2 separate regions of the Mus musculus genome follow, and region 2 is linked to region 1. The links are chromatin contacts, called in public HiChIP or PLAC-seq maps. All regions are on one chromosome and are shown on one strand. Each heading gives the region's core, a stretch centred on a gene start, on an enhancer-like site or on the middle of the called end of the contact. The rest is flanking DNA. Distances are from core to core; before and after follow the strand shown.

Region 1 (3,485 bases), core at 67-2,566:
TCAGTGGTGCTAAAAGAAAGGTGATCAGGAATTGGAACGAGGGAACTGGGTGCAGTTCACTGTCATTTTGTGCTCTTCAAGACTACACTTGGATGTTCCGTATTTTTCCAACTCAAACTGTTGAGAACTGTGACCTAGCCCTGCAAATATATAGGGTACTAACCATTAACCCTTAGTGACTCATGAGTTGTAGTATACTATGAAAAACTCTTCTATGATGACTATCTGGACTTTTCAGTTTCATGTGCTATTTAAACATCAAACTCCCACCAGACAGATTCATTTTACTCTGTGTCTCCGTCTGGGCTGTTAGCTACTGGAAATTTTGAAGTATTACCAAAAGGGACTCTGGTAGATTGTGTTCTGGTTGCCACCGGAATGTATCTTTTCTCAGTTCACCAGTTTCAGGAAGTAGAGTCACACCCCACTTTACAATGTGCTTCGAGATCAGAGATACCCACAATAAGTACAGCTTGTAAACCTTAGTTCAAAACTCAGAAAAAGACACACCTATAGCATAGGGCAACTCGAAAGTAAAAGTGGTTTTACATCTGTTCCTTCCAAGCCCATTTAAACAAACGAGAAGAAAACAAAGAAACAAAATCCCTAGCTATTTCTTTGCTAAGATAAAATATACAGGAAAACGGACAAATCTGGCAATTATTATAGTGAGGTAATGATGAAGTATTAAGACAAATCTTGTATAGAATTTTAGCTTTTGTATGAGTGTATTTATGTGCTAGTGAGTGTAGGTTATTAAACCAGAGAGGATACTGAGTGTAGGTTAAAGAAATAGAGTGGGAAGTGTAACAGGATACATTTAACAAGAAAGTGCAGCGGGAATAATTTGGGCCCAAGGGTTGGGGGCAGTAGATGAGGAAGAGGTGGAGTGTGGCTCAACCAAAATATAGAATGCCAAAATGAAATCCGGGACTTTGTATCCACCAACGCGCTCATGCAAGCCACCCTTATTAAACTCGGTGAGCCTCCCCTCAACCCAGACAAAAACAAGGCGTAAACGTACAGGAGGGCTTATTGGTAAGACTGGTTCAGCGGAGAAGGGATGAGAGAAGATAACATGGTGGGAGCGACTAAAATTCATCATGTACGTGTATAACATCGTCACAGAGTTAAAACGTAAAAATCGAAGACATGAAAATCTTTTCCAAAAAAAGAAAAAAAAAAAAAAAAAAGCGCTCGAGATCGTGGTGGCTCCAATGCGAACCTTCAGTTCTCTTGGGGGTCTCTTGCTTCCTCTTCAGTTTTCCGGGATTTCGTTCCCTACCGGAGTAAACGCGCCCTTGGTGACGCGCTTTGCCTGCGCCCGTGACGTCACTACCTCGCGCCGGCGGCACGTTGGCCCCGCGGTATAGCGGGCTTTACCGAGGGTAAAAATGTCTATGGGTAGTGATTTCTACCTTCGCTACTACGTCGGGCATAAGGGCAAGTTTGGGCACGAGTTTTTGGAGTTCGAGTTTCGGCCGGACGGTGAGCGGCGGAGGGGCTGCGAGGGAGGGCGAGCCGCCCAGGGAGCGGGTTTCAGCGTGTGTGTGTGTGTGTGTGTGTGTGTGTGTGTGTGTGTGTGTGTGTGTGTGTTTCCTTTCTTCTTTATTTCAATTTACTTGTTTAGTTTTGAGAAAGGGCCTTGTTGTGTAGTCCAAGCCGCCCTCGAACTCACGATCCTCCTGCTTCAGCCTCTGGGATGCTGGGATGACAGGCGTGTCACCATGCCCCAGACTCCCAGAAGGGCTTGAAGGGTTTCATTCCAACATTGGAAGACTTTGCTTTTGTAGCAGGCTTGTGCTGTATTTGTGAGAGCAGACATGGGTTATGTTTGTGAGAGGGAAAAAAATGCTGTAAAGTAATTCAGAAAAGCGAATTCTGCCACTCCTGAAAAGTTGAACATATAGGAATCGGAAACTTAGAGCAGAGAACCTGTGCTCCGGGAGTGTTAACAGAATTATCAAGTGATACTCCAGAGGATGCATGGAATCTTTAGGTGACCTCTTTGGCCTACTCGTTCATTCATGGTATGTGTTAAAGCTGCTTTATAGGGGAGGAGCCCCGTGTCTGAACACAGGAATGTGGTATGTGTCAGGTTTGAAATACAGTTCTTCACTAGTGGATGATGGCCAAAGGTAAGGGAGTCAGTGGAAATGCTCCTAGAAGCTCTTTTTGTGCCACCTCCTAGGCAGTCGGCCAGCCTTGTCTAAATGAGTCTGAAAATCTCCTTCCTAGCCACCAGCTGTCAGAACTCTTTCAAGGGGACAATCAATACAAACTTCATACTTTCAGCAAGAAGCAAATGGCCACAGGGGTAGCCGCTGATGCTCTGGGTGAAGAGGGGAAGTGTTGTGTGGTCCCAGTCACAACCAAGGACTGGGGGAATGACAAACAAGCTTTTCCCACAAAACAAGGCTTCTTGACCCAGAGCAGAGTGTACCTGCTGTTGAGTAAGGGGCATACTTCTATAGACCAAGGAGAGCTGGAGAGAGGAATTGCAGGTCTGTTCTTGATATATTATGAATGCCAATCTGAGTGCTTTCAAATTGGTTATTGTAAAAAAATATTGATACTGCTGGACTGAGCCCCTGTCCCTCTGTTTTTGGTCCCAACAAGCTAGCAGAATCTTAAAGCATTTTAGTAACTCTAAAGAAGACGATGTCTGCTAATGAACTATTGAAAAGCCCTGCAACAGTGGCTGTAAGAAATCCAGGAGGAAAGCACCCAAGGTTCAGCATCTACTTACGTCACTTGTCCTTCAACAACACCATCTCCAATGTATTGTTCTCAAGAAGCAACACACTAAGAAAAACAAGGTAGCTACAGAATAAGCTTAACTTTTGGCCTAGAGAATGAAGCTTAAAAAAAAAAAATACCAGGAACAGATTTCCAAGAGACATAGACTGTCCTCAATGAGAGCTTCTACTTTTAAGTCTGAGTCCAGTAAACAGTAAGTGTTTAAGACAAAGAAGTAAATGATCAGACCTTGAAAAACAAAACAAAAAAAGTTTTCCCTGAGTCTTTTTATTGGGGTGGGGGTGGGGGGTTGAGACAGGGTTTCTCTGCAGCCCTGGCTGTCCTGGAACTCACTCTGTAGACCAGGCTGGCCTCGAACTCAGAAATCTGCCTGCCTCGGCCTCCCGAGTGCTGGGATTAAAGGCGTGTGCTACCACGCCCAGCTTCCCTGAGTCTTTAATCCTAGTACTCTGGGGGCAGATGGAGTTTCAGAAAAGCCAGAGCTACACAGTCAAACCCTGTCCCCTCACAAAGTTCCCCATGCAAAAAAGAATCTGCCCCTAGAAGATGAGACACTTGATTGAGATAAAACTGAGAAACCTTCTTGGTTTCTGGGTGAGAGAAAAACCAGAGGAGAGCAGAATGATCAGGGGTTTGTTGGAGCCTCTCCCTGTGTAGTGTAAGGCAATTCTGTCTTGGGACAGCTCTGCCTACCTGCACCAAGAATTTTTATTTTTGAATGTTCA
Region 2 (3,523 bases), core at 678-3,177, 46 kb before region 1:
AAGAAGTGACACTTGAGCTCCTAGGATTTTAATTTTGCATTTGGGGCATGATGACATAAGGGAAGTTCTACACATATGTCAGTATGCATGCTGTAGTGCTTGATAAACACACACTGAACTGATGAGTTTTTAAAACATATGTAGGTTTATTTCTTCAACTTTAGTAGAAAAAAAGGCTATTCTGTGCATGTCTCTGTTCTAAGTTGGAAAATGCTTGAGGGAGTTGAGAGAGAAGAAGCAAGCATAGTACCCTAGACAGCTTTAATCATTTCGAAAATTAATACCAGCACAATATCTGTTCTGTGTGCAGTGCAAAAAGCACCAGCTTGTTGTCTCCTTTATGTCACATACCATAGACAGCAGTTAACAAAAAACAAACACCGTGGGTTTCTAAGGTAATATAATACAATTAGTAGTTATCCCCCGTGAATTACATAGTATTTATATAACACAGCCACCTGAAGCTTTCATGAATGTTTTGTTTGATTGTTGAAATTCTTTAAAAATGATACCTTTTCTTTGTCCTGAAGGATATGAGGAACATGGAGCTCTCTTTTGAGTAATAGCAATGTTTTGACACGAGATAGAATTGCTAGGCACTCAAATAAACACACTAAATGCCACTGAATTATGTACTTTAAAATGACCATGACCTGGTGAGATGGGAGGTTCTTGACATGCAAACCTGATGACCTGAGTTAGATCCTGGGAACTCATAGAGTGAAAGCAGAGAATTTACTCCTTTAAATTGTCCACAACAAATGTACAGATGGACACATACATGTAAATCCAGCTTAAAAAATCAAAAAACAAAATGCAAAAAAACAAAAAAGCTTGAGGCAAAACAGGTGGATTTCTCAAAAAACAAAACAAAACAAAACAAACAAACAAAAAAAACCAAAAAAAAAAAAAAAACCCCAAAAAACAAGAGGAAGAAATAAAGGAAAAATGATTAAGTTTATGTTAAGTAAATCTTACTTCAACAAAACATTTGAAAAGACTTAAAATATTTTGTATGTCACTGTTCATTGTAACATATAGAAGGGAAAACTGGAAATTACCATGGTAAATGGTATTTAAAGTAAATGCATACAAGTATTCACACAATCCAGTGATTCAGCCTCAAAAAATAAATGAAGCAATGACTCACGTCTGGAAAACGTTACACTAAGTGAAGGAATGCAGCCACAGAAGGCCACATAATAAATTAATCAGTTAATATGAAATGCCCAGGATGGGATAGCAGACATAGAAAGAAAATGGCTACCCAGTGCCCTGGGTTAGGGGGTGGGTGTACTGGCCAATCATTGCTACTGATTAGGTGTTTCATTTCAGAAGGTTATACAAACATTTCCTTTTAAAAAATATTTATTTTCGTGTGTATGGTGTTTTGCCTGGATGTAAGTATGTGTACACCGTATGTGCCTGGTGCTCAGGGAAGCCAGAGGAAGAGGTCAGGTCCCCTGGAATTGGAGTTATAAACAATTGTGAGTCACCAGGAATCAAACCTGAAAGAGCAAGTGCTTCTAACCACTGAGCCATCTCCTCAGCCCAGTGACATATTTTAAAGTCATATGGTGATGACAGTTTTGTAACTGTGAATCTACTGAAAACAACTTTTTAAAATTTGAAATGTCCAATTTTAGGATACACAATTTAAAAAGCAACATTAAAGATACTTCTAACTTTGCAAAATAAAGAAGGGAAGGAGAGAAGCAAGACAAAGGTAGGAAAGTTGAGAGAGAAAAAACTGGAAGAAGGACAGAAGAGCTTTAAAGAGATAGTGCAGTATAGGGTAAAAATCAAGAACATAGACTTAGGGCCAAAGTCTCTCCATCTGTGAGAATTTTATGATTCACTATATGCAGTGCACATGTGAGTATGTTGTCCATGTTCAGCATCATAAACACAGTTAAAAGCATTAGGTAATAGGGAGAGAAAGCCAGAAACCAGTAAGCTCAGGCTGAGTGTCAGTTAAGGAACCATAGGGCGGGGCAGAGGTCGATTATTCGAACTTTGGTCTCCTGATGGGGGAGAGGCTGGGGTGTGATATGGAGATGCAGATAGTTTCCTGGTCCAGTATTTTTTTTTTTTTTTTTTTTTTTTTTGTTGTTGTTAGTTTGTTTTTGTTGTTGAGTCAGAGTCCCACTCTAGTTTAGGCTGGCTATGGAGCAATAACTGACCTCTAAACCTCTTCAGTCTTCCTGGCTCAGTCTCTCAAATTCTGGGGTTACGGGTTTGAGTTACTCTTTCAAGCTGTACCTGGGTCCTGTGAAGTCCAAACGCCTATGAAGAGATGGTGAATAGCACTTCATGAGTTTTGTTGCTTAATGCAAATAATGACTAGACACACAATTCTGAGGAGAATTCTTCTAGAAGTTAAGCAGGAAACAGGTCATCTTTGTCCTCTTGGTCTAGGTGTGTGTGTGTGTGTGTGTGTGTGTGTGTGTGTGTGTGTACATGTGAGTGCAACTACCTATGCTGATGGCCATAGTCTGTACTACTACTGCCTGATACCATGCTGAAGTCCATGGAATGGGCTGACACTGGAGGCCAGATGAATGTCTGTGTTCCATGCTCTTACCAGATACCATGTGGAAGTTCATGAACCATGCTCCTGCTGACTATAAAGGACAAGAAAACTTCTTGTGCAGTAGTATTGAAGAATGCAGACTCACAGTTGAAAAACAGACATAAAATGCTCTGTGACAAATAGAATTGAAGACCTAGAACTGAACCCACAAACCTATGGTCACTTGATCTTTGACAAAGGAGCTAAAACCATCCAGTGGAAAAAAGACAGCATTTTTAGCAAATGGTGCTGGTTCAACTGGAGGTCAGCACATAGAAGAACGCAAATCGACCCATTCTTATCTCCTTGTACAAAGCTCAAGTCCAGGTGGATCAAGGACCTCCACATAAAACCACATATACTAAAACTAGTTGAGGAGAAAGTGGGGAAGAGCCTTGAACACATGGACAGGGGAAAAATTCCTGAACAGAACACTGATGGCTTAGACTCTGAGATCAACAATCAAAAAATGGGACCTCATAAAATTGCAAAGCTTCTGTAAGGCAAAGAACAATGTCAATAGGACAAAACGGCAACTAACAGAGTGGGAAAAGATCGTCACCAATCCTACATCCAATAGAGGGATAATATCCAATATATACAAAGAATTCAAGAACTTAAACTCCAGAGAATCAAGTAACCCTATTAAAAATTGAGTACAGAGCTAAAGAAAGAATCCTCAATTGAGGAAAACCAAATGGACGAGAAGCACCTAAAGAAACGTCCAACATCCTTAGTCATCAGGGTAATACAAATCAAAACAACCCTGAGATTCTACCTCATACCAGTCAGAATGGCTAAGATCAAAACCTCAGGTGACAGCAGATGCTGGCAAGGATGTGGAGAAAAAGGAACGCTCCTCCACTGTTGGTGGGATTGCAAGCTTGTACAACCACTCTGCAAATCAGTTTGGTGGTTCCTCAGAAAATTGGACGTAGTATTACCTGAGGA

The links. HiChIP or PLAC-seq counts read pairs in DNA pulled down with a chosen protein or histone mark.
Region 2: a contact with region 1 is called in an H3K27ac HiChIP or PLAC-seq map of embryonic fibroblasts, with 24 read pairs. The contact joins the enhancer-like site here to the promoter of Magohb in region 1. A contact is called at or near these places in 2 of 39 promoter capture datasets (the HPC-7 cell line and cranial neural crest), 2 of 15 datasets of contacts at CTCF or cohesin (CD8 T cells and the NIH/3T3 cell line), 24 of 484 Hi-C or Micro-C datasets (the 63-12 cell line, the C2C12 cell line, the F1.1 cell line and 16 more), 5 of 115 datasets of contacts at active chromatin or transcription factors (CD8 T cells, embryonic fibroblasts, embryonic stem cells and 2 more) and 1 of 9 other capture datasets (adipose tissue).

The regions. Positions count from the first base shown.
Region 1 is chr6:131,291,075-131,294,559 of GRCm38.p6, reverse strand. Magohb (mago homolog B, exon junction complex core component) reads left to right here and starts at 1,316. Exons shown (of 5, transcript NM_025564.2): 1 at 1,316-1,488. The coding sequence starts at 1,395.
Region 2 is chr6:131,337,940-131,341,462 of GRCm38.p6, reverse strand. It overlaps a transcript of Styk1 not described here. Among named protein-coding and RNA genes, the nearest start is that of Styk1, 26 kb to the right of the region's middle. Within about 2 kb of position 1,927, at least 39 of the 459 cell types and tissues checked have an H3K27ac peak or open chromatin away from gene starts, as enhancers often do. A contact at or near this core is called in the C2C12 cell line, the HL-1 cell line, the NIH/3T3 cell line and 5 more, where this site is marked.